Regions from separate parts of the Mus musculus genome. Here all the other regions are linked to region 1. A link is a contact called in public promoter capture Hi-C data. All regions are on one chromosome and are shown on one strand. The core of a region is the stretch at or near the end of the contact, and the rest is flanking DNA. Distances in the headings are between cores, read along the strand shown. Region 1 holds the start of Sgf29 (SAGA complex associated factor 29). Region 2 holds the start of Rnf40 (ring finger protein 40). Region 3 holds the start of B130055M24Rik (a long non-coding RNA gene). Region 4 holds the start of E430018J23Rik (RIKEN cDNA E430018J23 gene). Region 5 holds the start of Dctpp1 (dCTP pyrophosphatase 1). Region 6 holds the start of Zfp771 (zinc finger protein 771).

Evidence for each region. Promoter capture Hi-C pulls out the DNA fragments that hold promoters and counts their contacts. Capture Hi-C pulls out chosen DNA fragments and counts their contacts.
Region 2: a promoter capture Hi-C map of liver shows a contact between it and region 1, with 3 times the contacts expected there. The contact joins the promoter of Rnf40 here to the promoter of Sgf29 in region 1. A contact is called at or near these places in 4 of 39 promoter capture datasets (erythroid cells, liver, neutrophils and 1 more), 3 of 115 datasets of contacts at active chromatin or transcription factors (memory CD8 T cells, microglia and pancreatic cancer cells) and 2 of 9 other capture datasets (adipose tissue and liver).
Region 3: a promoter capture Hi-C map of liver shows a contact between it and region 1, with 3 times the contacts expected there. The contact joins the promoter of B130055M24Rik here to the promoter of Sgf29 in region 1. A contact is called at or near these places in 3 of 39 promoter capture datasets (liver and neutrophils) and 2 of 9 other capture datasets (adipose tissue and liver).
Region 4: a promoter capture Hi-C map of pre-B cells shows a contact between it and region 1, with 2.9 times the contacts expected there. The contact joins the promoter of E430018J23Rik here to the promoter of Sgf29 in region 1. A contact is called at or near these places in 2 of 39 promoter capture datasets (liver and pre-B cells), 1 of 115 datasets of contacts at active chromatin or transcription factors (pancreatic cancer cells) and 1 of 9 other capture datasets (macrophages).
Region 5: a promoter capture Hi-C map of erythroid cells shows a contact between it and region 1, with 2.7 times the contacts expected there. The contact joins the promoter of Dctpp1 here to the promoter of Sgf29 in region 1. A contact is called at or near these places in 5 of 39 promoter capture datasets (erythroid cells, liver, neutrophils and 1 more), 2 of 115 datasets of contacts at active chromatin or transcription factors (large pre-B cells and pancreatic cancer cells) and 1 of 9 other capture datasets (macrophages).
Region 6: a promoter capture Hi-C map of erythroid cells shows a contact between it and region 1, with 4 times the contacts expected there. The contact joins the promoter of Zfp771 here to the promoter of Sgf29 in region 1. A contact is called at or near these places in 2 of 39 promoter capture datasets (erythroid cells and neutrophils) and 2 of 115 datasets of contacts at active chromatin or transcription factors (extraembryonic endoderm stem cells and large pre-B cells).

The regions. Positions count from the first base shown.
Region 1 is chr7:126,647,489-126,651,013 of GRCm38.p6, forward strand. Sgf29 (SAGA complex associated factor 29) reads left to right here and starts at 1,821. Exons shown (of 10, transcript NM_029339.3): 1 at 1,821-1,989.
Region 2 is chr7:127,586,805-127,590,329 of GRCm38.p6, forward strand. It overlaps Rnf40 (ring finger protein 40), which reads left to right and starts at 1,894. Exons shown (of 20, transcript NM_172281.2): 1 at 1,894-2,007; 2 at 2,121-2,324; 3 at 2,708-2,875; 4 at 2,953-3,094. The coding sequence starts at 2,193. Ccdc189 (coiled-coil domain containing 189) reads right to left here and starts at 1,791. Exons shown (of 9, transcript NM_001033040.3): 1 at 1,073-1,791; 2 at 760-791; 3 at 19-84. The coding sequence starts at 1,285.
Region 3 is chr7:127,446,525-127,450,049 of GRCm38.p6, forward strand. B130055M24Rik (a long non-coding RNA gene) reads left to right here and starts at 1,866. Exons shown (of 2, transcript XR_869949.3): 1 at 1,866-3,047. It overlaps Zfp689 (zinc finger protein 689), which reads right to left and starts at 2,634. Exons shown (of 3, transcript NM_175163.3): 1 at 2,130-2,634; 2 at 1,839-1,952. The coding sequence starts at 2,334.
Region 4 is chr7:127,391,810-127,395,334 of GRCm38.p6, forward strand. E430018J23Rik (RIKEN cDNA E430018J23 gene) reads right to left here and starts at 1,812. Exons shown (of 3, transcript NM_198011.2): 1 at 1,444-1,812; 2 at 1,192-1,305; 3 at 1-706. The coding sequence starts at 1,627. It also overlaps a transcript of Zfp764 not described here.
Region 5 is chr7:127,258,989-127,262,513 of GRCm38.p6, forward strand. Dctpp1 (dCTP pyrophosphatase 1) reads right to left here and starts at 1,679. Exons shown (of 3, transcript NM_023203.1): 1 at 1,535-1,679; 2 at 370-480. The coding sequence starts at 1,635.
Region 6 is chr7:127,242,668-127,246,192 of GRCm38.p6, forward strand. Zfp771 (zinc finger protein 771) reads left to right here and starts at 1,859. Exons shown (of 3, transcript NM_177362.4): 1 at 1,859-1,941; 2 at 2,318-2,467. The coding sequence starts at 2,327.

The DNA.
Region 1 (3,525 bases), core at 571-3,070:
GTTTCTCTGTGTGATAGCCTTGGCTGTCCTGGACTCGAGTTGTAGACCAGGCTGGCCTCAAAGTCATAGAAATCCACCTCTCCTTCCTGAGCACTGGAATCAAAGGCATGTGCCACCATGCCTGGCTAGCTTCTTTCCTTCCTTCCTTTTTCTTTCTTTCTCTCTTTCTTTCTTCCTAGACTAGTCTCACTGGTGTCTTGAACTCCCTATATAGAACAAGCTAGCCTCATTCATAGACATCTACCTGTCTCTGTCTTCTAAATGCCACTAGCTTTTCCATGTAGTCCAAGATCACCTTCCCAGAGAACGGTGCTACCTACAGTGGCTGGGCCTTCTGTATGAATTAACATGGTAACGTGGTAGTGCACTCCTATAATCCTATATAATCCATTAGACAATTCCCTATAGCTAGGTCTGTCTGGGAAATTCCTCAGTGAAGACTGCATTGTCCAGTGGCTCTAGGCCCTGTCAAGTTGTTAAAATTAACCAGGACAACTGACTAGACATACAGATTCAATGAAAGAAAATTATTTTTTCAAACTGTAAAAAGTATGTGTCTCCGTGTGGGTATGTGCACGTGAGTGCAGGTGCCAGAGGACAGCACATCAGTACCCTTGGGGCTGGAATTGCAGATCGTTATAAGCCACTACTGTAGGCACTGGGAACTGAACACGGGCTCTTTGCAAAAGCAGTACATGTTTTTGATTGCTCGGCATCTCCCCAGACTCATTCATATACATACACACACACACACACACACACACACACACATATATATATATATGTATACACACACACACACACACACACACACATATATATATATATATATATATATATATATATATATATATATATATATATATATACATTAATTTCTTTGCTAGTCTAGGGGCTAAAATAGTTTCAGTGTTAAAATGTAAGGTTTCCTAATAGAAAAATATCTGATAGCTTGTTGTATGCCAGGCACAGTGCTATGTACTGGGAATGTCTAATGATCTTGACCTTATAGCATTTGTAATTCTATCAGAGAATAACAATATGTAATTATAAACTTTAAAAGATTTTCAAAAATATTTTTATTCTATGTCCAGGCGTATGTATATGTGTATGTGCACCTGTGCAGTGCCCTCAGAGGCCAAAAGAGGGCATTAGATCCCTTGGAGCTGGAGTTACAGGCAGTCTGAGCCAGCTGACCCAAGTGCTGGCATTCTAATTCTGGTCTTCACGATTGAGCAGTACTTGCTCTTAACCACCAAACCATATTGATTTTTTTAGGTGTTATGTACGAAATATTAGGATAGTTAGGGTGGGAGCAGTCCCTAGGGACTGAGCCCGGGACCATGCTAAGCAAGTGTCCTACCACTGCACTAACTGGGCAGGCATCCACAGGGTAGGTATCCAAAGATGTAGCTAAATGTTTGCATGTCCAAATCTTTTATTTGCTGGGAAGATTCTGTAAAATACAAGTACTAAACCTAAAACTGCTTATTTGGAATTTAAAAATATTTTCAGATACATTTTAAATTCACGGCAAATTTCAGCTTAAAGTACAGAGTTCTCATCTGCGTCCTGGGGCCCTCCCTCCTCATCCCCAACAATCTGATGTGGTTTTGTTGTTGTTTTCTTCTGGTGCAGAGGATCCGCTCCCATCACCTTTCACATGCGAAGCGAGGCTTCACGCATGCTTTTCTGTTCCTTTGACTCTGATCTATTAAATCATGATTAAGTACATCAAAGCACAGGTGTCGAAGTAAGAACTACGTTTCCCAGAGTGCAATGCAGCACGTCACAGAGAAGTACCCGGCATGCGCAGAGGAGTCCTCCGCGCTCGACCGCGCTCATAAGAGAAACAGCGTGTGTGGTTCTTGACGCGCCGCGAACCTTCGAACGCAAGTGCGAGACTACCCTGTGAGGAAACGTTCCAGGGATTCGCCTGTTCCCGCCATCGCAGTTACCAGCGCGACGTGCTGTTTCTTCCTGTGCTCGGTAGGTGGGACGGGGCCATGGCAAGGTACCTCCAAGCAGCGCGGGAACGAAAGGCCAGCGTTCCTGCCCGGCGCCCGGCTCGCCGAGGCGGCGTCTGAGGAGACGCGCACGCGCCCTGGACGGGAAGGGGGCGGGGCTGTGGGAGCCGGCGCCCTGGGGCTTGCGCGTGCGCCCTACCTCTCTGAAGAGGTGGGAAGCGGCTGGAGCTGGCTAGTCTAGATGCCGGCAGCTGATGTGAGTCCCAGACATCAGCACATTTTACTACTTTCTCAAAAGCTTAGTTTTTGGTAGCCCAACCTGGCCGTGAGATCGCAGTCCTCCTCCCCCAATCCCGAGTGCTGAGATTACAGACTGCACATGCTCTAAAGGTGTCCATTTTCACAACAGTAACTTCATCCACTCTCCAGCTCACTCTTGTGTTGGCTGACACATGTATCCTAGGACGTCTGCGTCTACTCATCAGCACCTTCCCCTACCTGTCAATGTTCAGCTTTCTCTAGGGAGGCTTTGACTCATGCTGTTTCACAGAAACAGCTCTAACAAAGCCACCTTGACTTCTGGATTCCGAAGTTCAGTGATACAGGATTGGTAGCATCCTCTTTCATTGCCTCGGTTCTCCTCTAAAGAACTCCTGCTTCCATTGCTTCATCTTTAACGGTTGTACCATCAAAATACATAAACCCTTCTTCATCTTGCCTTTCTTTCTGTTCCCTCCTTGGACATTGTCTATTTCACACTTTAAATAAAAATAAAATTTATTTTGGTGCTCTCGTTTCTATCTTGTAAAAATATTTGGTGTGTGTGAAGGCAGGCATGTTCATTCCATGGCACTTTTGTGGAGGTCAATTGACAGCTTTCAGGAGTTCTCTCCTTCCATCATGTAGGCTTCTAGGATGGAACTCGGGGTATCAGGCTTGGCACAAGCACTTGAATCTGCTGAGCTATCTCACTGGCCCTCAAATTTACATCTTGTAGATCAGTATAATGTTGTGGTGTTAGAATCCACAGGGAAAGACCAAATCTTAGGCTCAATTCAAATTTAGATGAAATGGATTTCTTTTATTTATTACTGCTAGGCAGTAGGCAGTAATAGGCAGAAGGATGTCAGCCTTAAAGCCAAACAGCATGCCATGTGGTGTGGAGGGATCCAAAGGAAGGAAGGGGGCTGGAGAGATGGCTCAGCAGTTAAGAGCACTGACTGCTCTTCCAGAGGTCCTAAGTTCAATTCCCAGCAACCACATGGTGACTCACAACCATCTGTAATGGGATCTGATGCCCTCTTCTGGTGTGCATGAAGACAGTGACAGCGAAATAAATAAGTCTTTAAAAAAGTTAAAGGAAGGAAGGGTTATAAAGGTAGATAGCAACGGTGACTCTTACAATTAATTATCTATAGAATCCATAGCTGGGCCAGGTCATTGTTTTTCTCCCCATGTTGTTTCTCTTTCCCATTGTATAGTAATAAAACACTTCTTCATCCCAGTCCCACAGATAAGCAAGTTTACAAACGCAGAAAGCAGGAACACAATTATCTTA
Region 2 (3,525 bases), core at 644-3,143, 940 kb after region 1:
CCCAACTCAAACCCATACTCTCTCATCTTTTCCACAGTGGCTGCCTTCTCCAGTCTGTGCATAGAATGGATGTCCAGGTATTTCCTGTCAGGAAAAGATGAGACAAATCACTGGTGGTTCATACAACTTCCCCGATGGGGCTGCAACTTGGAGAGTTTCAGTGGGGATCAGGAGCTGAGACTTGGCGAACTTGCTAAGGAACCTTTAGCAAATCATTTCACTGTCAACGGGGAACATCATGGTCTAGAATCCAGTCTGTAGATTTAGCAGATTTTTTTTTTATTTATAAACCCACTGATTAGAAAAGAGTTGTGCCAGGTAGTGGTGGTACACTCACTGTACCCAGCACTGTGAGGCAGAGGCAGGCGGATCTCTTGAGTTTGAGGCCAGCCTGGTCTACAGAGTGAGTTTCAGGATAGCCAAAGCTACAAGGAGAAACAATGTCTTGAAAACCCCCCAAAAAACAACTTTGAGTCCTTGTCTTGCTCTGTGTGACCTTGATGAAGTCCCCTGGGCCTTGGCATCGGTGTGCACAGTGCTCCATCATTGCAGCTGTGTACATTCCTGCCTTTGCCTCCCTTCTCACACCGCCACTTTACACTGAGGCACCTGGCACGCTGGTGACTCGTTACCTTGAGCACTTCTCAGTCTCATCTTTGTAAAACTGGAGAGCCCTGGCTGGACAGGACTGTTGAGGACACCTTACAGGAGTAATACAAATGAGAAGTGTAACTTTTCCCCTGGGCTCTCCACACTCACCACATACAGATCCGGGGCTGGGGTAGTGGTGGCTGCGGAGAGAAGACAGATTATGGGACAAATAGATACGACAGTATGTATCCCCTAGTCCCTAGTACCTCATGAATTTCTAGCAGGTCTGAGTGTGCTATAATTTTAACTATAGCAAAATAGGTAAAACCGGGCTTCGGTGGGCTCGAAATACTATTTAGCAGCCTATTTACAATCAAAGCAACTCCAGGAAATTCCCTAATGTTGATAAACGTAATGACTGGCGGCACCTTTTTTGGGAAACCTAAGTATTCACTAGAGGACAACTCTGTCCCGCCCTCACCGGGAACAAGTTGGCTCCAGGATCTTCAGCCACTTCCACAGGGCTACTAGTGGCTTCTGCGGGCGACTCGGTCTGCATGTCTGTTCCGTTCCTTATGGCCGAGCCGTCCACCGAGCTGGGACTCCTGTCCAGTTCCTCCTGCAATTTGGGAGATTGTTCCGACTCCATCTGCACCTTCATTCCCAGGCTCTGGCTGGAACTGGGGGTAATCATCTCTTCGTCCTTCTTAGCCTCAGTCAAGGGCTCTCCAGCCTGGGCTCTGGGACAGCCAGCTCTCCCACTGCAAAGCCCGGTCCTGCCCCTTCTAGTGTTTCTTCAGAGGCGGTGAAGCGAGAGGCAGCCAATCCGCAGAGGGCGTCTTCCCAACTTGTCTCCCCGGTGACCGTTGTTAAGGAAAGTAGAAAGTACAAGCCCACGCCAATCATTGAAAAGATAGAGCGCATGCGTAACGAGTTGCACGTGCCTCTTAGAAGTTGCTTGTAAGGGTGCTTTTGAGGGTCGGTCTTTTTAAAGATTTAATTTAAATCTTTAAAAGATTGTGTTTGTGCGTGCGTGTGCGCACATATGTACAGGATGTTCGGGAGGGCTCCGCGGAGGCCAGGAGAGGATGACGGATCCTCTGGATCTGGAGTTACAAGGGGTCGTGTACCGAGTACCCCGAACAGCAGCAAAGGCTCCACCCCTCCATCTCCTAGTGCAACTGCGGGGTCAGTAACTATGGGAACCGCCTGCTGGCCAATCATTAAGAGAAATACAGTCCGTCGCGGGGTTGGAGGGGTGGGACTAAAAGACTCGAGAGGAGGAACCAAGAGCTACCAATAGAAACAGGAAATAAGTTTCGCCACATCCGGAGCGGCTCTGACGCCTGCGCTGTGCGTCTGGCGGCCGGTGACGTCCGGTGAAATCCAAGATGGTGGCGCTTGGCTGACCCTACGGTAAGTGCGGACCCCCGTCCGGCGGGGGCGGGGTCCGGGAGATATGTCCAGGGGGACGCTCAGGACTGCGGAGCTCCAGACGCATCCACAGCTCAGCTCTCTGTTTTCTGCAGGTGACGGAAGTGCCGCCTCCACCCGCCTGCCAGCCCCGGAGAGCCCTGAGTTGCCCCTCCGCCACCGCCGCTATGTCTGGCCTCAGCAACAAGCGCGCCGCCGGCGACGGGGGCTCAGGACCCCCAGAGAAGAAGATGAACCGCGAGGAGAAGACCACGACCACTCTAATCGAACCCATTCGTCTCGGCGGCATTTCTTCCACGGTTGGTGGGCTTTTGCGAAAGTCACATTTGGCCTGCGCCCAAAGTGTTTGGAATCTTGTGTGTGCTCGTGTGTATATACACAAACCGGGTGGTGAGGGTGGGTGTGCCAACGGCGTGAATGTGATCAGAGAACAACTTTACGGAGTCCCTTCTGGCCTTTTACTTATGCGCACATATGTTCCCGTAAGTCCTGTGTGATGTGTCTGAGTTGGAAACAGGTAGGGGCAGGAACGGAATGTGAAGCTCTCATGACTAGCATATTCTCTTTGCAAGTGTCTGAGCCTTGCTATATACCTCTCCCCTTTCAGTCTAATCCTTGTCCTATTGTGTGTCAGTGATGGTTCAGGGTCCTGCCCGACACTCTGCCTCTTCCCTTCTGGTAGGAGGAGATGGATTCCAAGGTACTGCAGTTCAAGAACAAGAAGCTGGCGGAGCGGTTGGAGCAGCGGCAAGCCTGCGAGGATGAGCTCCGGGAGAGAATTGAGAAATTGGAGAAGAGGCAGGCCACTGATGATGCCACACTCCTCATCGTCAACCGCTACTGGGCCCAGGTGGATGCCTGAAGAGCGAGCGTCCTACTGGGAGAAGCCCTGAGGCATTCCTAACCTCTTGTTCTTTCTTCTTTCAGCTGGATGAAACTGTAGAAGCCCTCCTCCAGTGCTACGAGAACCAGAGGGAACTGTCTTCAGGGACAGAGGTGCCTGGGTGCCAAGAGGGCCTGACCCGTGATGTGATCCCTCGACCAGACCCAGGGACATCAGATCTGAGGGGTAGGACCAGGGCCCTGGGGAGCTTATGTTCTCAGAAAGGTTTTGAGGAGGAGGTGACTTTGATGTGGGGCTACCGAAATGCCCGGCACTTGGGAAGCAGAAGTTGCTGTCCTGGAACTCACTTTGTAGACCAGGCTGGCTTCAAACTCAGAAATTTGCCTGCCTCTGCCTCCCGAGTGCTGGGATTAAAGGCGTGTGCCACCACGCCCATCGTGAGACTCTGTCTTAAAAACATGGGTTTTTTGTTTTTTTTTTTTTTTTTGGTTTTTTTAATATTCTTTTTTAATGGAATGAACAAAGTTTTAGAATCTAATTGGATTTTCATAATCCCAGCCTTCTGAAAAGTAGAAGCAGAAGTCTTTCTGTTTATCAATTAATTCATTTATTTTGGTTTTTCAAGACAGGGTTTCTCTGTGTAATGTTGGCTGACT
Region 3 (3,525 bases), core at 616-3,115, 800 kb after region 1:
TTAGCTGGATCCAAGAAATTGACACAAGTAAAAAACAAAAAACAAAACAAAACAAAACAAAACAAAACCAAACACCAGCATCAGCAAGGATGATAAATCTGGGAGTACCTCCACAGGATCAGCACACAGCAGCTGTGGTCCATGAAGGGGCCAAGGCTCCTGTTGGCAGCTGAAGTTGACTATGTGTAAGTGTCCCCAGATGTTCTAGTTTTGAAGGCATAAAGGGTCATGGAGAGCAATGAGGCTTGGCACTGTGACTGGAAAGCCCAGACCATTGGTAAACTCACAGCCTCAGTTAAAGTACAAACCTCAGGACTGAAGGGGGGTCATGGAGATAAATTAAGGCCTGGCACCACGTGGCAGGCTCAGTGTCTCTAAAGAGATCCCAAGAAAGGCTCCCGGTGTACCCAGAACTCCGGTGTTTTGGAGAGAGCATTGGCACAGATGACCACTCACAGCAGCTTTAGAGCTTTGTGAGCTGGCTGTGTGTGCAGTGGATGTCAGACGAGTGCCACTGCCAAGCCCTCTGGAGCCTAGAGGAGCAGAGTCTCAGAAGGCTGGCACTGAGCGTCACACGTAGACTTTGGGTTTGATTTTACTGTAACTGTGCACTGGTTATTACTTCTTGGAATAAACAAGTATGTAACTTTTTTTTAATAGGAACCCATAGTTAATTTTAGAGAGGTTTTGGATATGATAGAGAAACTTTGAAAGAGACTAGGTATTTTAAGGAGAGTCTGAATTGAGTGTTTGAATTGAGATCTTGGAATGAACAAAAAACAAAGGTTATGGTTAAAAGGGATGGGTTTGTGTGTCATGCTAACAAGGGGTCAATTGTGCTGACTTGTTTTATGCCAACCTGATCCAAGCTAGAGTGATTTGGGAAGAGGGAACCTCAACGGAGAAAAATGTCCTCACCAGATTGGCCTGTGGTACATCCTTTTCTTTTTTTTTTTGGTTTTTCGAGACAGGGTTTCTCTGTATAGCCCTGGCTGTCCTGGAACTCACTTTGTAGACCAGGCTGGCCTTGAACTCAGAAATCCACCTGCCTCTGCCTCCTGAGTGCTGGGATTAAAGGTGTGTGCCACCATGCCCAGCGTGGTACATTTTCTTAATTAGTGATTGATTAAGGTTGACATGGGAGGGCCCAGCCCACTGTGGGTGGTGCTATCCCTAGGCAGATGTTCCTGAGTGTGTAAGAAAGTAGGAGAGCAAGCAGGAGGCAGCCTTCCTTGTGGCTTTCTGCTTCAGTTCCTGCCTTGATGTTCCTGCCCTGCCCTGCTTTGATGATGGATGTTTACATGAAAATATCAATGAAATAAACCCTCTTCTCCCCAAGCCACTTTTGTTCATGGTGTTTATCACAGCATAGAAACCTCTGACCAAGACAACTCCCAAATATGCAGCTGTTGGTCTAGGAGCACTTTGAGAGAGTTGTAAAAAAAAAAAACAAAAAAACCTTGGACTGTATTTCATCCAGTAGTTCACAAGCCTAGATGAACATTCCAATCAATGGGGCTTTTTCTTTTTTAAAGTCAAGAGTGAACCAGGGGCTAGAGAGAGATGTCTCAGTGGTTAAGGACTCTTTCTAGTCTTCCCAGGACCGATGGGAATTGGAGAAGTTCAATGGAAGCTAAGTCCCGGATCCTGGAAAGCAGTAGTTATCTTTTTCAAAGCTCAGTAATTCACTTATGTCAATGAAGTACCGTTTGTAGTTCGTATGCCCACAGTACAAGCAACCTGGTTAACTCTCATCAGACGACAAATTTAGATTGGGTCGACAGTTTAGGGCATTACTCAGGAAGGCAGTATGGTTTTCGTGGGTATTTTTCACTCACTTCTCTGGAATGTTACCCATCTCCGGTACTCCTGCGGATCTAGGGCTGCTGGTTCCCAGTCATCGGTATTTCGTTCCAACCAGGAGATGAGAGCTGGTTTGGGACCTGCGCATCCTGGGGAAGGAGAACCAGTCAGAGAGCTGGCCCGAAGAAAGGATGCTAAAAAATAAACGCCAACCCCTAACAAGCCGATCGCAGGTCAGGACCCTAGGCTCCCTGCCCCCACTCTACCCCGCCCTCAAGCTCCATCATCCCTTAGGCCCCGCGTAAGCAGATTGGGCCGGGCCTCACCGAGCGCGCCCAGGAGGCCGTAGGTCTCGCGCATCACATCCCGGTACAGAGTCCTCTGAGCGGGCTGCAGACACCCCCACTCCTCCGAGGAGAAGTACACGGCCACGTCCACGAACTTCAAGGCCCTTGGCCTCCTGCCCCTTTTCCGAGTAGGTCCAGCCTCTCCGACTGCCCGCAGGAGAAGCGGAGCCGAAGGTGGCGCCATCGGACCTGCTCCCCGGCCTTGCCACGGGGACCCGGAGACCTAGAAGCTCCGTCGGGAAGGCCCGGAGGAAATCTGAATCGGCTGCCTGAGGGGCCGGGCGGCCCGACACAGACCGTTATTCAGGGAACTCCCGCTGGAACTTGGGTGAGAGGCACCGGAAGATGCCTTCGGGGAAGATGGCGGCGCTGCTCCTGCACCACCGCTGCCTAGAACACAGGCAGGTTCCAGCTATCGATTTTATTGACCCGAACGCCATGCCGACTTCTTAACCTCCTTGCCCTAAAGTGTAATGGCGCTGCGAGATGGCTTCTTGCCTACTTTCCTCCTATCTATTGCATTCGTTTATTGGTTGGTAGCTGAAGATCGGGCGTTCTGATTGGTCATCAATGAAGGCGGCCCATTTGAATGAAGCCAACGGATTCTTAAGGGCAAGAAGGTGGATCCTGTGTCTCTAAGCCGGTTGTGAGAAGTCTTATGAATGGGAGGCTTTTCTTGTGTTCTCCAACGCTTGTTTGCCCTACTTGGAGAAGACGTTTCTACAGGTCTTCCAAAGGGAAAGTCACACAGTGACAACATGGATTTTTGAACAGCTACATCCTACGATCATAAAGGTGTCACAGCCAGGAATTCTGAAAAGTACTAGATGAGAAGGGAGCGGTGGTAAGGATCTGGTGCACAAAAGGCGCGTCTGGTAAAATTGAATGACTAGAATGGTAAGTTGACTGGTCTTGTACCTTGGGCAGCTCCTAAGTAGTCTATAGAAGTGAATGGCCTACCTGAGTACCAAGGAAGTTCGCTTGTTTAGAGGTGAGACCAATAGCTTTGGGCTTACCCTTTCTTTGTACAGTGGAATGCACATTTAGGCTACCAGGGGGAACAAAAGACAGATGGCTAGTTGATCCTTTCATTTATAATGAAGCAGGGAAATCACCCCTGTACCGTTGCTTTCCGAAATAGTGCAGCTGTGTCAACGTGTGTCAGGAGTGCATGGGCAACATAGACCCTGTTTTTAAATGAAGAGTGTATAGCCCAGTGGCAGGCATTTGCCTAGCATGCATGGGGCCCAAAGTTCTATAAAAGTATTTTTAAAATAGATACCCAGGACTGGGTATGAAGCCGAACCTATTGCTCCTTTCTGAATAATTATCAGGTAAGGAAGACTGCACAGAGGGTAAATAGGATTCGCACATC
Region 4 (3,525 bases), core at 562-3,061, 740 kb after region 1:
GTCACACCGCTGTGTACCACCCGCTGGTGCTCACGGAGCCCAGAGCTCTGGCTGAAGCAGCGTCCACAATCAGCACAACAGTAAGGCTTCTCCCCAGTGTGGACACGGAGATGGGCAATGAGGCCAGAGCGATGCGTGAAAGCTCGGCCACAGTCAGAGCAACAATGAGGCCGTTCCCCTCTGTGTATGGCCCGGTGAGAGCTCAGGGAAGAAGGCCGGCTGAAAGATTTGTTGCAGTCAGGGCAATGGAACGGCTTTTCGCCTGTGTGAGTGTACATGTGCGCCACCAATGTGGACCGCTGGGTAAAACTCTTCCCACAGTCAGGACACTGATGCGGCCGTTCCCCTCGGTGTATGGCTCGATGCATGCTCAGGGAAGAAGCCCGGCCGAAATACTTGTCGCAGTCTGGGCACTGAAATGGCTTTTCACCTGTGTGAGTGTACAGGTGCTCCACCAGTTTGGACTGGTGGGCAAAACTCTTCCCACACACATGGCACCCATGACGCTGGTCTGCTTTTAGGATAGGGTTGTGCACCGCAACAGTGGGGTGCCCCTGCTGAGAGTTCTTGAAAAGCAGCTCCAAGTTGCAAGAAGGGGAAGCAAAGGAGGGGCGTGGCTCCATAGGCCCAGCTTCTGGAGAAAGTATCTTCTTGGTTGCCTTGGTCTCTTCCCTTGGTCTCTTCCCTTCCTTCTCGTGCCTGCAATCTGCTGGGAGACCATGACAAAGCTCAGACTCTGACTCTACTGCCCCTCGATTCCCACAGCCCCACATGGAAACAGGGCACAGGAGGGGAGAGGCCACAGCATCTGAGCATGCGTGGTGCACAGATGTCCAGATGCAGCATAAAGAAAGGTGTCTGTGTGGTCCCCATTCCCAAGTGCAGTGAGCTAAGCACTTGTCAGAGGTGGACAGCAAGAACTGAAGGAGACTCCAGAACGCAGTCACAGAGATGGCAGCAGAGGAGTGGGAACGAGGGGCTACAACCTATACAGCCTAGTGACCCTGTAGATATGAGGTGAGAGCACTGGACAGAACCCTTTTCAGATGAATCCAGGGGCCAGCCATCATGGCTTTGGCCAAGAAACAGAAAAACAGGGAAGAAACTGCCAGGCAGTAAGTGCAGTCACTAGAAGACACCACACAGGCTGGCAACACAGAAGTTTCCCCAGGCAAGTACCCAGTCCTTCACCTGAGTGGACTTCTGTCCTGCACATGGCCACCTCTGGCTCCTGGGCACCGGGTCCCCACACTTCGGACTCTTCCTCCACCCAGCAGATGAGCGCTGGTTTGTCGCCCCCGACTTCTGGAGGGAAAGATAGCAAACCCCACGAGTCAGGTCGACCCACTTGTTACGACCACCCGTACCCAGGGAACTCCGATCCACCGCATGACCCACAGTGTCAAGGGCTACGCGAACCCAGGCGGCCAGGAAGGTTCTCACCCAGAGAGGCCAGGAGACCATAGGTCTCGCGCATCACCTCTCGGTACAGGGTTCTCTGCGCCGGCCGCAGACACCTCCACTCCTCCGGGGAGAAGTACACGGCCACGTCCGCGAAGCTCACAGTCCCAGGCTTAAGGAATGCAGGCCAAGCGGAGGCCCTTTCCGGGGCCATCCGCGGCGCCATGGGGACTCCCCGCACTGTTCCGTGATCTGCCTGGCGTCCCCTGGATCGCCTGCCAGATCCTAGGTTGCCGCGGTGGGGTACCAGGGCTGAGAAAGGACATATATCAGGTCCGTGAGCACCCTAATGTAGGTGAAAATTGAAGATTCCTAGAAGCAGGTACAGATGCAAGACGTGGTGATGAACTCATAGAAATGGTAGCAGTATTTGTGCATAAACGTGTGGGGGCGGGGCGGGGCGGGGCGGGGCGGGGAGTAACAAGAACCTTGATCCCTGGGGTCCCGCCCAAGGTTACGTCACCGGATTTCCTGGGTCATTGTTTTCTAGCCCTCATCCAAAATGGCCAAAGTGTCTACAAGTGCCAATCTAAGACCAAGACTGAAGTGGACGTGCCTATGTGGGCGGGGACTCCAGGACCGCGAGTATCGTGCAGTTGAGGAATGGTACAGATTCTGTGTGTTCACACCACTCTCAAGTTAAGCTAGGTGGAAGCAGTCTGTGAATTTTGGGTTGGGGTAGAATCTGAGAAAACTCATTTCAGAGATAGAAGTTTAAAAATGAAAGCTTTATTTCTGTGCACGCGTATGTAGTGGCCAATTTGGGAGCTGAACAGCATCCCGGAACAGAGCTTATATAACGTTTTCATAGGATGAAAACACAAAGCAAGGGGGACTTGGGTGCACTGTTGCGTTAGTCAGTCTTTCACACAATGGGTTAAGCAAGGAAGTTAACTTTGGTGACTGGACCTCATCAGCGTCACTTTGTTTCAGGTTCCTTGATTTAGCTTTTGCAGCCAGGTCGCATCCTGGACTGGTCTGGAATTTAGAATGATAAGGGAACAATGGAGTGGGCAATCTGCACATTTATGACTTGTGTGCCTTAGTTTAGACAGCAAATAACAGCAACATCCCTCTTTACAGCCTTTACTGGATAACAAACATGAAACACCTAAAGTCACAGGATAGTTGTTAGTTCCAGCCTGGGATCCTGAACCCTGTCAGCAAGATGGAGGTCCAGCAATGGCTGGACTCAGGAATTAACAGGTGTTTGGTGTTTTTCTTCTGGTCAGTGTATTGTGGAGCCCCAGAAAGCCTGTGGCAGGAAGAATATTAATAAGCTAGAAAGTATAGCAGTCTCAGAGGTTGTTTCCACCAGCTTGGTCTACACATCTCAAAGTAGTTGAGAAATACTGTCCTTGACACATGTCTGAGATCATAGAGCTGGTCTTTGATCAGCCAGGACACTCGGAACATTCACGACCTAATCTTCTAAAACTCTACATCTGCCCATCTGGATTTTTTTTCCCCTTCACTTCCAGGAAGGAATTAAAGTTTCTGGGAAGATTGTGAGATTCCCATGAAATATCCAAGAGAGGAATGAGGCCCTACTCACGGTCATATACATCCAGGTTTTCAGTCTGGTTCATTGCTATTTTAATATAAAATACCTACCTATGAAAGGAATCTTGGCTGGGCAGTGGTGGCACACGCCTTTAATCCCAGCACTTGGGAGGCAGAGGCAGGCGGATTTCAGAGTTTGAGGCCAGCCTGGTCTACAGAATGAGTTCCAGGACAGCTAGGGCTACCTAGAAAGCCTGTCTCGAAAAAACAAACAAAAAAAAAAAAAAAAAAGGAAAAAAGAAAGAAAAAAAAGAAAGGAATCTTATCTGTACTCAGCATCATTCACAGCAAATGTTAATTTGCTAAATTTCTTTCTTTCTCACTGGGGAGGCGCTTCAGCCAGACTTCAGGACAAGGGGCTATCTTCCTTTGTCATGCACCCATAATTTTCCCTGCCTTTCTTCTATGTCTTGGTGCAAATACATTGGGTCAAGATCAGGTTTCTGCTCACTGTACTAAACTTAAAGATGGAGCAGGTATGACTTCCCATGGCCCAGAGTG
Region 5 (3,525 bases), core at 429-2,928, 610 kb after region 1:
CTTTGAGACAGGGTCTCTCTGTGTACCCCTGGCTGTCATAAAACTCATGCTGTAAAGCAGGCTGGCCTCAAAGTTACATATTCACCTGCCTGCCTTCTGAATACTGGATTAAAAACGTGCACCACCACAGCCCTGCTGACAACTGTTCTTCTTAGACCTAGGTCTGCCTCACTGTTTCTACATTTCACTCTCCCTGGAAACTGTCCCCAGCACCCACCAGGGCTGGGACTCGTCTGTCATCTCTGTATCCCTAGCAGCAGCACAGAATACAGCAGTAAGGAAAATAAAACCAACCACAGTTTTTGAGGCTAAAATACATTGTTTCCCCAACCCCAAACAGCCTCTTCCAGGAAGACTCCATCTACTCACAAGAGTTCTGCCAGCTCGCCCACTTCTCCCACCAAGGCTAGCAGCAGGTTCCGAGGCTGGTGGAACTGCTCCCAGTCCCGCTCAGCTGCAAACTCTGCATGGAGGCGTCGGCTGGAATAAAGTAAAGGGGTGGAGGTTCAAGTCTCAGGGTTAGAGGACAAGACGCAGGTGCCTGGCATACATCTAGAAAGGGCATGGGACTCTGAATCCTACAGTCAAACATCTTGGATGTCCTTATGTTACTAACTTTTAACAAGACTTTTTAAAAAAGATTTATTTACCTATTTTATGTTTGTGAGTACACTGACACTCTTCTCAGACACGCCAGAAGAGGGCATCAGATCCCATTACAGATGGTTGTGAGCCACCATGTATGTGGTTGCTGGGAACTGAACTCATGAACTCAGGACCTCTGGAAGAGCAGTCAGTGCTCTTTAACCACTGAGCCATCTCTCCAGCCCTAACAAGCCTTTCATTGGGGTTGGGGGTGGTGTTCAAGACAGGGTTTCTCTGTGTAGCCCTGGCTGTTCTGGAACTCACTCTGTAGACCAGGCTGGCCTCAAACTCAGAAATCCACCTGCCTCTGCCTCCCAAATGCTGGGACTAAAGGTGTTCGCCACCACTGCCCGGCTAAGACTTTCTTATCATCTGGAAATGAACGTGCCCCTGTACAGATTTTAACCTCAAGCCAAATTAAGCAACACCCTTTATTATTCCATTTTCCTACTGCTACTTCTTCCGGTACTCCACCTTAACGCCCCTATCTCCACACATCTAGGTCTAACTAACTCACAGGATGCAGTTTTGAGACACTGCCCACTGGGGCCTTCCTTGACATTCTGCAAGAAAAAAGAATTCTACACTTCAGCTTCCCCTGTCCAACTACCCATCTCTCCTGGGGTGCAGAGGTTCTAACAGACCTCTGTTATCTCTCCAAGGTTGTATTAAAGGTTGGTACTTAACATGCCCGGGGGCGTCACCCAATTTCCCCGGCCTCAGGTGTGCACTGTGCACATAATGTTTATTTAGCTAGGTTCTCCAGAGGTCAGCCAGGAGGACCCGGATGGCCTCGGACGTGTTGTTCTTCTGGACCACGTGGAGGGACCCTCCTCATTACCACAAAAAGGTTAGTTTCTCCATCCGAGGACGGACAAGGACTGCTTACATGTCCTCAAGCGTGGGCTCCGGACTGAATCTGAACGGGCGGGCAGCAGCAGAGTCTTCTTGTCCCACAGTACCGCGCTCACCGTCACCAGCCGTGGACATTCCGCCCACTAGTCCAACCCGCGCGGGAGCGGACCCCGCGCCGCGCTCGGAGCCGCCTCCAGAGTTCTGACCAATCACGGCTTCTCAGTGCGTTCCCGGGGCGGAGCCGGAGGAGGACCCAGTCATATACGTGAATTTTAGCTACGGCCCGCCCCTTCTCCGGCCTGAACCAATCTGAAGGGAGTTTCAAGTGTATTTTCTCCTTCTGTGCCCTCGAGTTCTTCCGCCCAGGCGAAACTTCTTAAAGGGACAGGTACAAATTCAATCTGGGAAAGACAGTAGAACAGAAAGCCTAATGCGACGTGACTTGCTTAATGGGCGCCAGATGGCGCCAAAGTGAAATGGCAGGCGCGGAGGAGGCGGGTCCACTGAGAGCAAAAACCCTACAAGTGAAGGACCCAGCATGTGCGTGGTCATTTCACGTGGACGGCCTTCACACAATTTGAAAGAGATTGATGAGAAAAACTGCATACTTCCAGAGAGGGGGAGGACCCAGTCTTTGTAACCCATTTCAGCGTCCTACACCAGTGGATTCCAATGATTGCAAGCAATCCTACAGGGAGAGGAAGGCATACCTCCTCTTCGCGTTTACGTGACACTGACATTTGTAGCAGGTAGATAGGGTATGACCTCTTTCCCATGGGTCACTATCACAGCCTTACACAATGCACAAGAGGACACCAAGCTCGTTTACACTGGCTAGGTTTTGAAGCCTGTTTTCTTTTAAAAGACTTGTTTTTATTCTCTCTCTCTCTCTCTCTCTCAATCTCTCTCTCTCCCTCTCTCTCTCTCTCTCCATATTTACATGTATGTCTTTGGACCCCTTGTGTGCCCGTGCCCAGGACAGCCAGAAGAAGATGTCGGATCCAGGATTAGAACTGTGGTTCTCTGCAAGAGCAACAAGTGGTCTTATCCTTAGAGCCATCTTTCCAGACCCGTAAGATTTTTTTTTCTCCTTAAGAACCTTAAGAATTACAAAGAAAATTATGTATATGCGTGTGTCCAGGTATGTGCATTGGGTGTGTGCACATGAGTTGTTAGCAAAGGTCAGAGATGTAGAATCCCCTGGAACTAGAGTTATCAGTGGTTATGAAGTACCAAACCCTGATCCCTCTATAAGAGGAGCAAAGTTGTTTGTGATAGGCTTTCACTGTATAGTCTTGGCTATCCTGGAACTCACTCTGTAGACCAGGCTGGCCTCAAACTCACAGAGCTCCACCTGCCTCTGTCTCCTGAGTGCTAGGATTAACGTGTGTGCCACCATCACCAGGCAGGTAACAAAGGTTTTCAACTGCTCAGCTATCAGCACTGCACACCCTTTCTCAATTTTTTGTTTGTTTGTTTGTTTCGAGACAGGGTTTCTCTGTGTAGCCCTGGCTGTCCTGGAACTCACTCTGTAGACCAGGCTGGCCTCAAACTCAGAAATCCACCTGCCTCTGCCTCACAAGTGCTGGGATTAAAGGCATGAGCCACCTCCGTCCAGCTTCCCTTTTTCATTTTTAAAGGTTCCAGGATGGAACCCAGAGACTTGAGCATGATAGGCAAGTTCTGTACCCAGCCCATGGAGCTATCCAATCTCTTCAGAATTTTCAATCTGAAAAATCACAGAGTCAGTCATTGACCATGACAGGAATGGAGTTACCCAAGAAGAGGGGTTGTTTTGTTGGTTCGGTTGGTTTGAGTTTTTGAGGCAGTCTATCACCTTATAACCCTGGAACTCATTACGTAGCTTAGGGTACTGTCAAACTCATGCCAATCCCCCTGCATCGCCTTCTAAGCACTGAAATTATAGACATGAGGCATGGACGGGTGCCAGCTGTTTGTGTGTAACCCAGCTGTACAGCTGTTTGTTTTTGTACCTCAGTCATAGTCACTCTGTCTGTTCTCCGC
Region 6 (3,525 bases), core at 609-3,108, 600 kb after region 1:
ACCTTAAAAAAAGGCATTTAACTGCGAAGGAGCATCCTGACCATCAGGACAGCTCCGGAGCCGCTTCTGCCGCCTCCTGTTCAGCTTCCCGACGCAGTCTCTTTCCTTGTGAAATGGAGGCTTCTATCTTGCTGCCCAGGTGGCTTTGAACTCAGGATCCTCCAGAGTTGCTTGTATTCCAGAGGTGAGCCATCACATGGAACTTCAAGTTTCTGTTTCCAGTCCTATCTGGAACTGATACTCATGGGAGTCACTAGATATTGGTGGTATCAGAAGCCTTTGGGACACAACTGTCCTCTCTGATTTTGTCTCCCACCCTTCTCTTTTTCTTTTTTAATTTATTTTTTTTAAAGATTGTATTTGGCCGGGCGTGGTGGCGCACGCCTTTAATCCCAGCACTCGGGAGGCAGAGGCAGGCGGATTTCTGAGTTCGAGGCCAGCCTGGTCTACAAAGTGAGCTCCAGGACAGCCAGGGCTATACAGAGAAACCCTGTCTCGAAAAACCAAAAAAAAAAAAAAAAAAAAAAAAATAAAGATTGTATTTGCTGGGCATGGTGGCGCACACCTTTAATCCCAGCACTTGGGAGGCAGAGGCAAGTGAATTTCTGAGTTCAAGCCAGCCTGGACTACAGAGTGAGATCCAGGACAGCCAGGGCTATCCAGAGAAACCCTGTCTCGAACCCCCCCCCCAAAAAAAAAAAAACCAAAACAAAAAACCAAAACAACAACCACAAAGATTGTATTTATTTTATGTGTATGAGTACTCTGTAGCTCTCTCAGACACACCAGAAGAGGGCATCTGATCCCATTACAGATGGTTGTGAGTCACCATGTGGTTGCTGGGAATTGAACCTGTGGAAGAGCAGTCAGTGCTCTTAACCATTGAGTCATCTCTCTGGCTCCTTTATTATTTTTATTAGAAAAAAAAAGTTTCACTATGCAGGTCTGCCTGGCCTTCAACTTACAGAAGTCCACCTGCTTCTGCCTCCCCAGGGCTAAGTGGCACCATGCCCAGTTAAAAATATCTAGAGAGATAGGCAAGATGGTACTGTATGTAGTATTGTAGAGTGGATTTGACCTTGGGCTATTTCTTCCCACACTACCAGTAGTGAGAAATGCTTCTTTACTGTATAATTTAGGTAAATCAGTCCTCTCTGAACTATCTTTAAGTGCACGTGTAAAGTGAGATCGCAATCCTCTGTGCTGAGCAAATGTGACCCAGTGTGTAAAACAGCAAACTTTCAAGAACAGGTACCCAAGCCAGGCACGACAACTCCTGCCTTATACTCTCCAGATTCGGGGTGAGGGTCGGGGGCTTGCCACTGGTTCTAAACTAACCAGGTTTACATAGTGAGCCTCTGACAAGTCAGAAACAACACTCGGTAGATGAAAGCGACAGATTGGGCGGTGGTGGATCTGGGCCGCATGCGGGCAAACAGTAAGCTGTCTGGCAGATCAGGGGATGGGAAGGCGACGCGAGAAAGAACGAAGAAGGAAAAAGGAGGGGAAAGAAGAGAGGAGGCAACAGGGCCCGCTCTCCAGGCGGGGCGCCAGCGAGAGGCCCAGACCCCCGGGAGCGCACGTGGCCTACGCGGGCACAGCAATCTCGGTGGGGCGTCAAGATCCAGCAGCGGCGGAGCCCGGCTGAGGGTGGTTGGAACTCGGCTGCAGGGCCTTGAAGGCCGGGCTAGGCATGGTCTGTTGGTTAGGAGTTTCCGGGCCGCGGACACCTCTGAGTCCCGGCTACCCCTCCCGGGGCGGTTAGGGACAGAAGCTCAGGCCTCCAGCCTCTCCCCTAGGGGCGGGGCCAGACGGGCGAACCAATGAATGTCCGCCCCTGGGGCCCCGCCCCGCCCCCGCCTCCGGAGCCGCGGCCTTCGCAGAGCACCCAACCGCCCCTCGCCCAGGCCCGGGGCCGCACGAGCACCGAACCTCGGGCTGGTGAGTGCGCACTCCACCCCGGGGCCTCAGCTCCAGCGGGCCTCCGGCTCATCCCTTAGCGCTCAGGTCGCCGACCCAGGCTCTGGGGAGTGACTCAGCGCGAGGAGGGTGGCAACTCGCGGGAGCTGGAGATTCGAACTGTTCAGGGCCCTGAATGTCGGGATGAGTGGGGTGAACGGGTGTCTTCTGAGCTGGGCCCTGGGCAGTGTCGGAGCGTGGGGTTGGGTTAGGGTGGATGGGAAAGGACTGGACTCGGAGCCTGGGCAGGGCGGGGGAAGCCACGGCTGCACCGCCTTGTCTGGGCCGGGGCCACAGTGGGGGTGGGGGTGGGGGTGGGGGGCGGGTCCTGAGCCTCTGATCCAGCGCCCCGCCTCAGGACACCAAGATGCCTGGCGAACAGCAGGCAGAGGAGGAGGAGGAGGAAGAGATGCAGGAGGAGATGGTGCTGCTGGTGAAGGGTGAGGAGGAGGAGGGTGAGGAGAAGTATGAGGTGGTGAAACTCAAGATCCCTGTGGACAACAAGGAGGTACGTGTTCCGTCCCGATCCCACCCCCACCCTCGAACCTGTGCCAGGTTCAACGTCCCTCAGACAGAAGTCAAAAATCCTGCCCCCGCCTTTTCCTGGATCTCAGATCTAGAAACTCAGAATTGGCCCATCCTTGTGCTCACTGCCCCCCACGCCCCATTGGATAGACGTTTGGCCCACTGTGAGAGCCAGATGCCATGCTGGGTGCTGCTTGAGGCACCGTGCTGAGTGGCTTCAGTCTCCACGCAGCCTGATGTCTGTAAACTCACAATCCTGTATCCTGAGTCCAGATATAGGAGTTAGCAAAGGCCAGAGGTGAGGGAAGATGAGGCCAGGCCGCAGTAACAACAGCTACCTCTCGCATAGTTTATGGTGTGCCAGATGCTATTCTAAGCACCTCCAGTCTGGTTTGTTGCTAGTACTGACTCCATTTTCTAGGTGAGGAACTGAGTCTAAGACAGTTGGCAACCGACCTAAGTGACTACCCCAGACTGGAAGAGTGGCTCTGTCTGTAGGGAGCTATGGGACAGTAGTTCCCTCATACTCCAGCACAGCTCCAGGCAGGTTGGTTGGCAGAGCATGCTGGGGATCTGGGTTTTCTCCTGGAGGTTTTTAGGACATCAGAATGAGTTAGAGTCTGCCATTTGAGACCCTAACTATTCACCAATTATTTTACTTCCCAGAGCTGCCAGGGACCCTGGGCTGTCCCTTTCTCAGTAGACTTGAGTTCAGCTGGAGGGCTCTGGCTGCCTTGGGGATAAATGCTCGTTCCCCTAGCGGACCTGATGAGTTGCTGGGAAAGGACACCTGCTCTCTAGGCCTCTTCCACTGCTAACTGTGAAGTCCGGTTCTTTCCAGCCTTCTTGGCTATCATCTTCACTCAGCCTGACTTTGAGACCTCGCATACACTTTGGTTTGAACACTAAGGACCTAAGGCTCCAGAGATTAAGATGGACTTCCATTCTCATCACCTCCCTACCAGCTGACAAGTTTCTCGGCCTTGTTAGTTTTTCTTGCAGTACTAAGAATTGAGCCAAGGCTTTACCCGTCTCTGTACT